Regions from separate parts of the Mus musculus genome. Here region 1 is linked to region 2. Evidence: chromatin contacts called from public HiChIP or PLAC-seq data. All regions are on one chromosome and are shown on one strand. Each heading gives the region's core, a stretch centred on a gene start, on an enhancer-like site or on the middle of the called end of the contact. The rest is flanking DNA. Distances are from core to core; before and after follow the strand shown. Region 1 overlaps Mgll (monoglyceride lipase). Region 2 overlaps Rab7 (RAB7, member RAS oncogene family).

Region 1 (6,986 bases), core at 1,626-4,125, 790 kb after region 2:
CCTTGCCATGGGTGTCACTGCTATGGGGGGGGGGGGTTGGGGGGAGGGATGGGGAACTTGGGAGAGTGTTGGAAGGTAGGGGTGTGAAGATGGACCAAGGAGCTTCTCTGAAGGAAGGATGAATCTAAGCTTCACCAGCTGGAGAGCCCTGGGAACAGCAGGGGCTATCCAACCGTCACAAAGTTGTAATTCATGACAAGAAGGTGCTGCCTGGGGCAGAGCAGAGATACCTTCTCAGCTGCCAGGGAGCCCGAGGCAGGGCAGCCTAAGCAACACGGCAACGTCCCATCTAAAAATGAAGTAGGGGAAACACTTGGATGTGCCTGCCTGGTGAGCTCGCATGGCGTTGTGCACGCCTGTCCCCGGCCTGTCCTACACCCGTTCTAACTCCCAGTCTCTCCTGCTTGCAGATGTATGAAGGTGCCTATCACGTCCTCCACAGGGAGCTTCCGGAAGTGACCAACTCCGTCCTCCATGAAGTAAACTCGTGGGTGTCTCACAGGATAGCAGCAGCAGGAGCTGGGTGTCCACCCTGAACATGCTGGCCAGGCAACCAGCTCATGGTCTGGGGGGAGGCAGGCAGAGGAAGGGCAGTGCTGGCTGGCTCAAAAAAAAAAAAAAAAATCACAAATTGGAGGAACCCTTAGTACCCTAGTGCAACTTGCTTTGGGAAAAAAAAAAAGGATCATTTGTCATATAGATGGCTACTGGCCACTGATCTACTACCTTAAGGAGCAGGCACTTTATGAAGGAGGGAGTATATTTTCTACACAGAGACTGTGTGGAAATATCCTTTGAATTAAAAAAAAAAAAAAAAAAAAAAAGCAAAGCAGCATTGCCCACCTCTCCCAGCTCCTGTGGGGTTCGGGGACTCTCTGGCAGTCCCAGATCCCAGTCTGCAATAATCAGAGGTCTCTTTCCTCCTGAACCAAGTCCTCTCTGACTGGCTGTCCTCTGGCATATGATGAGGTGGCCTGTATCCCCACAGCTAGCTCCCTAGCAGGCTCATGTGCCCCTCCAAGGCACTTCCTCAAAACGGGCAACTACCCTATGACCTGGTCAGCGACTTTTCAGATGGAAGCCAGGCTGGGGGAAGGGAAGGTGGCCCCAAATAGCTCTTCTCCCCCACACAACTCCCCCCTCCCACCCTGCTGGGAGTTTGGTCACCCACAGCATGTTGTATGTATTTAGAAAGGCACCTTTTCTCAGGTCACTAAGTACTCCATGCTGAGGAGGGTGGCTTTGAAGATAATTGTTTAATATATATATGGTATATTCTAAATTAAAGATTATATGGGTGGGTGGGTAAAGCCTAGGCGGCTTTGGAGGAACCAGTACCCCCACACAGGGTCGGTCTGCCGAGGACCCAGCCCCCTAATTGAGGACTAGTTGGCTCTCCTGGCAGAGAAGACACAGGGTGGAGGACTGTGGCCCTGGGTGGTCCCTCTGTCCAGAGCCACTAGGAGTTGCTTGCCAGTAGCACAGCTACCTCTGGTGGTAGGAGAGACTCCCATGGAGCCACCACGGTGCTGGCTGCCTGCCAGGGGCAGCACAGAGCACTTCAATGACTACCGGCAGACAAGGACCACAGCTGTCTGCACCCCATGCCAGACTGCAGCAGGATGGCCCAGCCAGGCCTCAGAGAGGCTCCCCTGAAGCAGTGAAACCCAAGCCCCCTGTCCTCTCAGGTGCCCGCCTGAAGGCCTCCCCCAGGCCTCACTTAGCGCCAGCAATAACTGGGGCTCACTGCTCTCTTGGAGCACTCACTGCTCTCCTGGAGCACTTCTATCTTTACGGAGGGCCTTGCTGTTACCTCAGGAGTCCTGTCGATGCATGTAGAACCCTGGAAAGGGGCACTGCTGCCAAGGAGAGCTGCCTGGCTGCTGGAAGGGGTGGGTGGGCCTCCAGGAAGGTGGGATCCAAGTGTCCTTTCTGGAGTTGATTCTAGGTCCTGGGAAGGGCCCTCTGCCCCCTCTGGTGACCCTGACCATGCATAGCAGTCAGAGGCTGGCCACCTACTATAGGTCATAAGGTCACTGTGCCCCTCAACAGGGCCCAAGCACTGCATGCAGGGAAGGAAGGGCCCAGGAGCTGTCCAGAGCCCCCTCTTAGCTCTCCTTCTGTTTAGAAAATGAAGACAGAAAGAGTGTGGGAAGAGGGGCAGCCAGCACTCCCTCCTGCTCAGGGAACCCTGGACAGCAGTGGACGGGCATGGGGTATTTTGGCTCTCCATTAAGTTAAAACCATTCCAGACTACTGTGCTCAGATCTGTGACTCTCACCAGGAGCCACCCAAGGCTGCTCCCAAAAGCACACTGACAATGCCACTTTTCCAAACCAAACGCCAGCTGGCGGCTTTCATGCATGACATCATTTAGAGATGCATTTGTATCTGGTTAAAGAACCACTAACACTAAAACCCAGGGGTGGGATGATCAGAAGTTAAGACTGTCTTGTGAAGCCTGTAAGAGTCATGTTAAGAGTCATGTCCCTGCATGACAGCACCGGGGCTCCCTCTGTAGAGAGCTAGGCCAGTCTCGTCAGACTCCGCCCCTGTCACTGGAGGAAGCCTGACCAGCAGGGCTTCACAGTCACCCCCATCACCACAGGATGCAGAGGAATTGGGGTACGGAAAAAATGCTAGGACACACAAGGCTCGGCCTGAAGAAGGTGGAAGCCAGCAAGAAACCGCCGATGGTCCTCCCCCGGGTGAAGGAGGGGAGCCAGAACCCGCAAGAACAGAGCATCTGTGGGCTTTTCCAACAACCATGGACTTAGGGCCTGAAAAGCTTTTTAGAAGGTGCCACCTGCAGGCAGTGGAACATCTCAACCACTAAGCCCCAGTTCCTTAGAGATAGGGGAACAGCCTCCCTCCACCATGTGAGCATCGGGGGAGTGCTCTGCTCACATCCTGCCTCTGGGCCACCTCACACTTCCCTTTCTCTCCTGATTGCTAATGTAACTTTCTAAGGATCACAGTGGGTCACTGGTTTGTCACTGTCACTGCGCCCAGTCACTCCCCACGTATACTCCTAGTGGGGAACCTGTATCGGCTTAGAATTACTAAAGAAGCCAATGTGCACTACAGCTCACCGTAATAAAAACCACGTGCTTTTGGAGAGGCCTGTGTCTGCGTGTCTGTCTGTCTGCCTGGCCTCTCGTCCTATGTGTCAACTCCTCTTGCTAAGAGAACTTCAGGCCTGTGCTGGAAGCAGTGAAGTTGTGTGCTTGTCACCTGGTGAGAAGGACTCGGCAGCCCTTTCCAGGGTCAAAGGTCAATTCAATACCTGGATTTTTTATTCTCCCATGCGTTCTTGGGGAGGTCATGCTAGAGCATAGCCCCCCACCCCCACCCCAGTGCTCGAGCAGCCTGAACAGCTTGCTGTTAACTGAGTGCCTGGCATGGCCACACCCCATCTTTACTCATGTCATTCCCCTGGCTGTGGGTGAGTCTGTTGCTGGAGTCCTGGGCACCTCCCCTTGCTCCCCACAATCTCCTGACCAAACAGCTCTACTTTCCGAGTGTCACCAGAATCAGGCTGGCCCACTTTCGCTATGACCAAATTCCAGCACCTGGGCTGGCGGCCTTCATGCATGACTTCATTTAGAGATGCATATGTGTCTGGGTAAAGAATCACTAACACTGAAAGGGGGGAAATGATCTTCTGGAGCGGGGACAGGCACATGCATGCATCATGTGCCTGCCTGACATGATCAGAGCTAGGGAGCACCAGCTCCCTCGGGGGTCCCTGCCAAGTCAAAACTCTCTCCTATGCAAAGGTCTCTTGAGACCCCCTACTGACTAAAGGCCAAAGTCCCTACTGTGGGTGGTTTCCAAGCTGTACCCTCCATCATTGACAGCCTCTCCATCCCCTGCTTTCTCTCTCAGTACCCCGTGCCACTAGACATGATAGACTAGCTGTCCTCTGGGCACTTTCATGGACATGACAGACTAGCTGTCCTCTGGGCAGCCCGCTGTCCCTTACATGGGTCATGTCCCTTTCTGATGTCCAGAGGTTCCTCAGGAATAACTGTGTCGTGGGGCTACAGAAGGAGGAAGGGACCAAGTGGGAGGAGGGGCAGAGGGAAAAGTAATAAATGAATACGGGGAGCGAGAGAATGTGTGAAAACGGATGCAGGAGGCTGTGACCGGGTGAATGAGCACGGTGAACAAGGGAGGGAAGACGGAAAGAGGCAGTGTCTGAAAACAGCACTCGCCTCAAAGGTGATAAGAGATCTTTTATTCTGAAGCTAAATATGAATGACCATGGCCTGGGAACACGAACTCAGGTCACTCGGGATTCCACGTCCCAATGTCCAAGTTTCATAAAGTCTTTATAGTGACAGAATTAAAGTCATGGATCAAGGTGCTTCTCAGATACATTGATGGAAATGTTAAGTACCCAAGTGTAATGGTTTGTATAAGAAATGTCTCCCATGGGCTCAGGTCCTCGGCTGGAGGCGCTGTTTGGGGAAGTTAAGAAGTGGAGCCTTGCTGGAGGAAGCATGTCACCATGGATGGACTAAGTCAATCCTGGTCATGGTGTTTTATCACAGCAAGAAAAAGTAACCAACACAAGTGAGAGTGAACTGGGGAAGTCCGCTGTAGACCTCAGATGCTGAGTTTAGTTTAGCTTTTTGGTTGGTGGAAGCCACTGCCCAGCGAGGTTAACACATTTCAAGGGGTTTTGCCTATTAATCACAAGGATGCTCAGACACAAGGTAGGCAGGGAATGGCTATTAAAGAGGCTGAAGATAGCTCATGATAAATTGTAATTGGGCTCTTGACCTATATCATCTCAGCTTCTCTACAACCTTTGAAGTTCCAATCAGCTTTACACAAGGTTCACAGGGAAAAGGGAAGAAGGAAGATTCCTTCTTCCCAGGAACTTATGGTTCACAGGAGTGAGGGCATGGATGAGCTCCTGCGGAAAGACCAGGTACATGGTCTTAGGGCATGCACCTTTCAAAGAATAGAACAGGAATTAGGAATTGCATGGGCACAGCTGGGGAGACAGGGAAATGAACCACCAATGGGCTATAAGAGGAACTGAGACACCGGACATGGTGGACTGTTGCCAGATGAACCTGCATCATGCAGGCCTGCAAAGGGGGTGGGGGGACAGGACAGCACAGGGAGAACAAAGGTCGGAGCAGTGAGGCAGATACCTGCTAGCAGTGTCTGACTGATGGGACGAAGCTACTCGAGAGGTGACAGCAATCTTGGGGTCCAGGAGAAAAAAAAACACAACCCCACCTCCCGATCCCTGGAGGGAAGGAACATCAGCCTATGATGCTCAGTGCCCATTTTTAGAGTTCTGGTTCTACTCCCCAGGGAGGCAGGGTTCACATGATGAATGACTGGTGATGGCTCATCATGGCCCCAGGGGTGGTGGGCTCCTGTGGCTGGTTAGAAGCCCAAGAATGCAGTGATTTGCTACAACCACAGCTATGGTAGAGCCACACAGCCCTCTTCCCCCACAGCAAGGCCTCATGGGAAGCTACTGAGGTCTGAGGACCTTTACCCTTGTCCCCCAGACCTGGACAGATGTCCCCTCAAGGACCCAAGAAAGGCTACCATAGGTATATCCACAAACCCTGCAGAGGGGGAGCAACCTGCACAGCCAGTAAACTTGGTTCAGAGGCCCACCCGTGCCTGATCAGAGAAAGCAGACACCTCCCCCAAATGCAGAAGACCTTAAGACTGTTCAGTACATAATCAAAGAGCTAGGGCATAGCTCGGGAGGGGGGTGCGGGCCCTGGGTTCCAACACACAAGTAAAATATAGAATATAAACTGTCAAGTAAAGGGCAGGTGTTTCCTTCATTCTAAAAGCCCCATATAGAAGCTATACTGATCTGTCCCTACATATCTTCCAAGAGCTTCTTAGAAGCTGCTTTTGCTAAAAGGCTCTGACTCCTCATTTTGTCTCACAAAGAAAGTTGGGTGACAGCCTTGTGCCTCTGCCTTCATTGTGTGACTGTGTTACTTTGTGTCAGTAGCTCACCTCTGTACCCAGGCATAGTTAATCACACCTCACTTCAAAGTCAGAGGCACAGAGATAGTCATTGCCTTAAACTGCATTGACTTTGGAATCCAGGAATTGTAGACTCCAAAAGGACACAATTCCCCACACCCACCTATGCCAGGCCAACCCTCAGAACAAGATAGCCTCCCACGACACCCCGTCCCTCAGAAGAAGGCAGTTGGCCTTGAGGGAAGGGCTGCGCCCTAGAGCAAAAGTCTTTGTCGTATAGGACAAGGTTGGTTCCCTCAAAAGATTCCACTGCTAGCAGAGTCAAAGCTGAGACCATACTTTGTCCAGGACTACTGAACAGTGTACCATCATCTGCAGCCTCCGTAGCCACTGCTGCTCTGCAGGTTACGTGACAAATAGATCTCAGGGGCCTGTTCACGTTCCTTGGTGCTCAGACGTGTGCCCCCTGGTGGCTGCCAAGAAGCTGTGCTTATTGGCGCAAATGGAATTCTTCATACAAATAAAGGATGGCCAGAGTACGCCCCCAAATGTCCTTGCTGGACAGAGTTATCACCCATGCTTATCTCCAGAGTTATCACCCATGCTGCTAGGTGGATATGGTTTCTTAGTCTCTGGAATCCTGTTGCTTGTTAATATAATATGCAGTTCTTGATGAAGAACTGGTGTCTCTCAAGTGCAAACACTGTGCTGGGGTGCACAGCTGCATGCTGCCAACTTGAAGGGAAAGCATCCTCTAGAGGTCTCCTTGGGAGGGCGTGTCTAGCCCTTAACGCTTTAGCAGGGCTGTATTGTTGCTCAAGAAGGCCTCACGGGCAGAGGAAAGCTTGGTTGCAGCCCTACTTCCAGATTATTCTAGAACTCACTTGCTTTTCCTCAGTGCAAGATGTTCACTTCTCTTTCCTGGCAATAGTATTTTAAGAAGTAAAAAATGTTAAAAAAAAAAAAAAAAAGAAGTGTTATCTCACTGTGAATTCTTCAGAAGGGAACCT
Region 2 (6,711 bases), core at 3,576-6,075:
TTTCCAGAAGTCCTGAGTTCAATTCCCAGCAAGCACATGATGGCTCACAACCCATCTGTAATGGGATCTGATTTCCGGTTCTGGGTGTGTAAAACCTCTTTGGGTTTTTGTTTTTGTTTTAAAAAAAAAAAAAGACTAAAATCAAAAGCTGAAGAGCTGGAGAGATGACTCAGCAGTTAAGAGCATTTACTACTCTATCACAGGACCCTACTTCACAAGAAAAATAGAAACCCACTGAACATCAGAATGCTGTCACCAGCTACACTGGAGTGTGGGGAACTCTTCATCCTAGACAAGCTCTATACTAGCTGATGATAGTTGCAGTTTAAGAATTACAGCCGGGCACTGGTGACACATACCTTTAATCCCAGCACTTGGGGGGGCGGAGGCAGATTTGTGAGTTCGAGGCCAGCCTGGTCTACAGAATGAATTCCAGGACAGCCAGGGCTACACAGAGAAACCCTGTCTCAATAATAATAAGTTATTATTATTATTATGGAGGATAACAGACCACAGGACCTTACAGTAAGAATGTGTATATGAAAAGACATGAAAGACATGCACAGAGCATATTTTCATCCTCTGCCTTCTGGTCAACACAGACTTCTATCTGACTTCCTCAAGTGTCCCACTCAAATGCTTCCCACATAAGCACCCTCAGAGACACAGCCAAAACAATTTTGAGGTAAGGACGTGGGCAACCAAGGTCTAATCAAGTCGACAAATGCTGTCCTATCTAGATAGACATGAAACCTAATCAAGCACCCATTTGTGGTTTCAAGTAAGATGGGGTGCTGTGACACTCACAATCTTTTCTCTTTTTTGCGTGGTGTGATTGGAAAGGTGGGATTTGAGGATGGTGCGAGGGGGCTGCAGAGGCTGCAGAGAGAGAGAGAGAGAAGAAGAAGGAAGGATACAGAGAAGAGATGGACCATGAGCACATGGCCAGGACCAGCAAGTAACAAGGGACGTTATGGCTGGGAAATAAGTCAGAATAGCTCCAAACCTGCTCCATCTAGGCTTATGGCTTGTAAATAAAATACCTAGATTGTGTCTTTTTTACGGGCTAGATAGAACAATTAATTCCATTTACAACTGGCACCCAATGTGGGGTGCCAAAATGTTGTGGTAAATATTATTTGGGGGTTTCTCCTCAACCTTGAGCATTTAGTTCCCAAAGAGACACATAAGCTTTATAATAAGCCTTAAGGCACTAGAGCTTGGCAGATATCAACCCTCTATGCTATTTTGTCTACTTCACTGTCAGTAACCCCAAGATATCCACTTGCCATGTTCCACCTGGCACTAGCACTCATGTAAATACCAGCGACACATGATGGCCTGTCAGTAATTCCAGCAAGGCGGGAACAGAGGTAAGAGACCCTGGAACAAATTGGCAACCTAGACTAGCTGAAGCAGCACAAGCTCTGAGACCCAACCTCTCAATATGTACAATGAACACTAACAGAAGACAGCATGAGCTCTTTCCCAGAACCGCATGTATGCATGAGCCACCCATACATACACACACACACACACACACACACACCCCATACACATATACACAAACCAAAAATGTGCCTTCAACAACATAAAATAAGCAAGATTAAAAATGGCCAATTTTACACCACATACATTGTTACCACAATAAAAATTAAATTTAAAAATGTCAAGTATGAAGCCGGGTGTGGTGGCGCATACCTTTAATCCCAGCACTCAGGAGGCAGAGGCAGGCAGATTTCTGAGTTTGAGGCCAGCCTGGTCTACAAAGTGAGTAGGACAGCCAGGGCTACACAGAGAAAGAAACCCTGTCTCGAAAAAAAAAATGTCAAGAATATGTTTTTTACTATGCTCTTGCTATTATCAACAGACACTAAGGAGGAAAAAAGATTATAAACCAAAATCTAAACTTGTGCCAATACCAAGCTGCTGTGATTGGAGCAGCTTTATTTTGGGGAAGTTTCACTATGTTTAAGGAAGTAGGGCTTGGTCTGGACTTGTCATCTGCCTGCCTCAGCCTCCAGAGAGCTGGGATTTCAGGTGTGATTTTCTGTTATGCCTGGCTTGCTCTGATGTAAAATTTGAAATCATGAACTCTGACTCCAGCACAACCTAGTTCTGAGCAGTCACGACAATTTGGACATTCAGAAATCCATGAGATAGAAGATAAATTTTGGGTAGGTTATAATTTTGCTTGCTTTTTGAAACAGAATCTTACTATGCTGTAGCACCAGGCTGGCCTAAAACTCTTGATCCTTCTGCCTTTGCTAGCAAAATTAGCTCAAGTTACAGCTGTATGCTGCAATACCCAGAAAAGGCAGATAATTAAAACTGGGAGTGTTCTGTCAGGCTGTGGTAGCACTTACCTTTAATCCCAGCACTCAGAAGGCCGAGGCAGGCAGATCTGAGTTCAAGGCCATCCTGGTCTACAGACTGAGTTCCAGGACAGCCAGGACTATACAGAGAAACCCGGTCTTGATAAACAAAAGCAAAAAAATTAGGGCTATTGAAGTGGCAATTTAAGGAGTCTTTGGAAAGTCAGTCCAATGTTGTTTTGCTAGGGCAAACACGTGAAGGAACACTTTGTTAAAGTGGACACAGGTGTGAAAGGCTAAGGCAGACTCTTGAAAAAACGTTTCACTGAAGCACACAGGAGAGGATGTTCTGCTAAAGCAAGCACGTGAAAGGACAAGTGATGAAGGATTTTTGAAGACAGACTCGTAGCCCTAGCTGTCCTAAACTCTCTATGTAGATCAGGCTGGCCTCAAATTCAGAGATCTGCCTGAGTTTGCCTCCTCAGTGTTGGAATTAAAGACACTTATCACTATGACAGGCTAGTGCTTTGGCTAGTGTTTGCTGCCTTTTAACCGAACAGGGAAGACCCACCTTAAATGAGAGCAACTTGGGCTGGAGTCAGGGTCTGAAAGACAGGAGATATGCTCACCACCAGTGAGCATCTGTTTCCTGACATCAGAGAGGTAAGTAATCACCACTTTATGCTCCTACTGCCATGTTTTTCCCACTATGATAGGCTGTCCATTTTCTTTCTTTTTTTAAAAAGATTTATTTATTATTTATTATATCTTAAGTACACTGTAGCCGACTTCAGACACACCAGAAGAGGGCATCAGATCTCATTACAGGTGTGAGCCACCATGTGGTTGCTGGGATTTGAACCCAGGACCTTCGGAAGAGCAGTCAGTGCTCTTAACCGCTGAGCCATCTCTCTCCAGCCCCAGTTGTCCATTTTCAAACTGCAAACCAAAACAACCACTTCTTCCTTTAATGGATTCTTCTCAGACAGTTATCACGGCCTCTTCAATGTCTGGAGCTCAGAGGCAAACAGCACTTGCTGCTCTTGCAGAGGGAGGGCAGGGGTTTGGTTCCCAGCACCCACATGGTGTCTCGTGACCATTTTCTGGTGATCCAATGCCCTCTTCAGACCTCCTCAAAGCACCAGGCATACACATGCTACACATACACACACATAGCAAGCACTTATATACATTGAAGAAATCTTTTAAAACAATGTATTTGTGTGTGTGTGTGTGTGTGTGTGTGTGTGTGTGTGTGTGTGTGTGAGAGAGAGAATGTGTGAGAGAAAGAGAGAGAGAACGTGTGCTGCACCACACTGTAGAGTCCAGACTAGCTAGCCCCCAAGCTTCTAGACAATTTCTGCTTCTCTTTTTCCCCTAGGAGTGACAGGATTAAGATGCACCCTGCTGCATCTGGCCTTCTATGTAGGTTCTACAGATTGACTTGGGTCATCACACTTGTGGTGGTTTAATGAAAATGGCCCCCCTGGCTTGTACCAGGGAGTGGAAGTCCTTGACAGGATTAAAAAGCTTAGTAGACTTGGCCTAGATAATGAAGTGTGTCGCTGAGGGTGGGCTTTGCTTTCAAAAGCCCAGGCCAGACCCATGTGTCTCTGTCAGCCTGTGGATCAGCATGTAGCTCACTCAACGACCTCTCCAGCACCATGTCTACCATGCTCCTGCCACGAGAATAATGGACTAGGCCTCTGAAACCATAAGCCAGCCCCAGGTAAACACTTTCTCTTGTAAGAGTTGTCATGGTTGTGGTGTCTCTTCACAGTAGCACAGTAACTAAGTGACTGAGACACTTGTACGGCTGCCACTTTTGGTCGTTTAGTCATCTCTCTCGCACTTCACTCTCTCTCATCAGTATTTTGTGACTTTGTTTCGTCTAACCTGGTTAATTATTTTCCATGCTTTTACAAATGAAATAATTTTATTATTAATCATCCTTTTGAGATGATTAATGTATAGAACTGTGACTTTAGCATTCAGGAGACAGAGGAAGGCGGGTATCTGTGAGTTCAAGACCAGCCTAGTCTACACAGGGAGCCAAGGACAGCCAGAGTTCTGTTAGAGAAACCTGGTGTCAAAATACACACACACAAATGCCTCAAACAAACCAAGACTTCAAGATTTTTAGGCAATTCTGCCTGTATCCACCGATACCCTGTACCGTATCCACCTTGAAATTTTACTTCTGAATAAATCCCTTGTATTTTGTGGGAGTGGGAGAATTCTTTCTGTACAACTAGATCTCTAAATAAAACCATTGTTCAGGCATTACAGCACAAGCCTTGGGAGGCAGATGCAGGAGGATTTATGTGAGTTTGGGGCCAGCCTAGTCTACAAAGTGAGTTCTAGAATATCCAGGACTACACAGAGACCCTGTGTCACAAAAGAATAACAACAAAATTACTGTTTGTTCACAAAGGTGGAGCTGAAGTTGTGGCTCAATGGTAGATGGTTGTCTACCCTGCACAGAGCCACGGGTTCAGCAGCCCCAAACTACAAAATAATACAAAAAGCCACTAGTAATATACTAAAGTCACCGAAATCTTAACTTTGAGTATGGCATGTAATATCTTTATACTATTTTCTTTTGCTGATGGCACTTCCTTATTAATTTTTAATTTATGTACTTAAGTTATTTCGTCCCTCCCCAGGCCTTTCTACAGCACAGTGCTCAGCACCATGCATGCTGAGGCTGCCTGCCCGCTGACTATACTTTCACTTCCCCTGAATCCCAAGGATAGAACTCAGTGTTCTCTACAGCAGCAAGGAGAAAGAAACAGAAAAGCCAACTCACTGCTCAGTTTCTAACCAGCACTGTTTGAACAGGTGAAATTACTAATTAACTATACATGCCATCTACCCATCACACACACACACACACTCACACACACACACACACACACACACACTCACACACACACACACACTCACACACACACACACTCACACACACACACACTCACTCACACACACTCACACACACACTCACACACACACACACACTCACACACACTCACACTCACACACTCACACACACACACACACTCACACACACACACACTCACACACACTCACACTCACACACTCACACACACACACACACACTCACACACACACACACTCACACACACTCACACTCACACACACACACTCACACACACACACACTCACACACACACACACACTCACACACACACACACTCACACACACACACACACACTCACACACACACACTCACACACACACTCACACTCACACACACACTCACACACACACACACTCACACACTCACACACACACACACACTCACACACTCTCACACACACACACACACTCACACACACTCACACACACTCACACTCACACACACACACACTCACACACACACACTCATTCTAACTACACACACTAACCATACAGGGGAATCTTTCTAATCAGGCCTGCTTTAAAACCCTACTAGGGTTTAAAAAACCTTGCCCAGAAGGGTCTATCTTTCAGGGACAACCAGCAGATAGTAGATCCTCTACAACTTCAGGCAATGTCATGAGTTCACAGATTTGTAAGCCACAAAGATATCCATTTGGCAGGAACAGCTGAGTAGGTGCAGGGAGACAGACTTCATATGACCTGGACAAACGTTAGCTCAGCCTCCAGAAGATAATGAAAAACGGGAAGACCTGGCTGACCCGTGAACTTCTGTCTAGAAGGCAATCATTTTCTTCAACTTAGACTGCTAAAAGTTCCTTGAAAAGTTCTGAAAAGAAAAACTGGCCCAACAGTCTATTCTGTAAAAACTAATTGTCTCTTGATCTGCCAAAATAAGAGGTGGCTCAGCAATTAAGGGTAATGACTACTCTTCCAAAGGACAAGCACCCACATGGTGGCTCATGGCCATCTGTAACTCCAATCCCAGTGAATCAGATACCTTCTTCAGGCCCCCTTGAGGAATCAGGCTCAGGAGTGCTGCCTGACATACAGGCAAGATATCCAAACATATAAAATAAAAATATTTTCAATTAATAAAACAGAAAATCCACCATTAACAACTCTCCACAGGAGTGATGAACCCAGTTCAAAGACAACAATTAACAAACAGTAATTCATCTAGATTATGAAGTAACTGTTGCTGTGAACTCTTTGTTGTTATTGATCAGTGCCAGTGCATGCTCCCAGGTGTGTGTGTGAGGAGGTGTGTGTGTGAGGAGGTGTGTGTGTGAGGAGGTGTGTGTGTGAGGAGGTGTGTGTGTGAGGAGGTGTGTGTGTGAGGAGGTGTGTGTGTGAGGAGGTGTGTGTGTGAGGAGTTGTGTACGCCAGAGGCTGACACTAGGTGTCTCACCTACTGCTCTCCAACTTGGATCTTGAAACAGTCTCTCACTGAAG

What was found. HiChIP or PLAC-seq counts read pairs in DNA pulled down with a chosen protein or histone mark.
Region 1: an H3K27ac HiChIP or PLAC-seq map of microglia shows a contact between it and region 2, with 5 times the contacts expected there. The contact joins two enhancer-like sites. A contact is called at or near these places in 5 of 39 promoter capture datasets (the 3T3-L1 cell line, HPC-7-derived erythroid cells, hippocampal neurons and 1 more) and 1 of 115 datasets of contacts at active chromatin or transcription factors (microglia).

Annotation. Positions count from the first base shown.
Region 1 is chr6:88,825,241-88,832,226 of GRCm38.p6, forward strand. It overlaps Mgll (monoglyceride lipase), which reads left to right. Exons shown (of 8, transcript NM_011844.4): 8 at 411-3,120. The coding sequence ends at 536. Among named protein-coding and RNA genes, the nearest start is that of Abtb1, 13 kb to the right of the region's middle. Within about 2 kb of position 2,876, at least 84 of the 459 cell types and tissues checked have an H3K27ac peak or open chromatin away from gene starts, as enhancers often do. A contact at or near this core is called in microglia, where this site is marked.
Region 2 is chr6:88,028,661-88,035,371 of GRCm38.p6, forward strand. The region is part of intron 1 of Rab7 (RAB7, member RAS oncogene family); the gene reads right to left. Among named protein-coding and RNA genes, the nearest start is that of Rab7, 13 kb to the right of the region's middle. Within about 2 kb of position 4,826, at least 41 of the 459 cell types and tissues checked have an H3K27ac peak or open chromatin away from gene starts, as enhancers often do. A contact at or near this core is called in microglia, where this site is marked.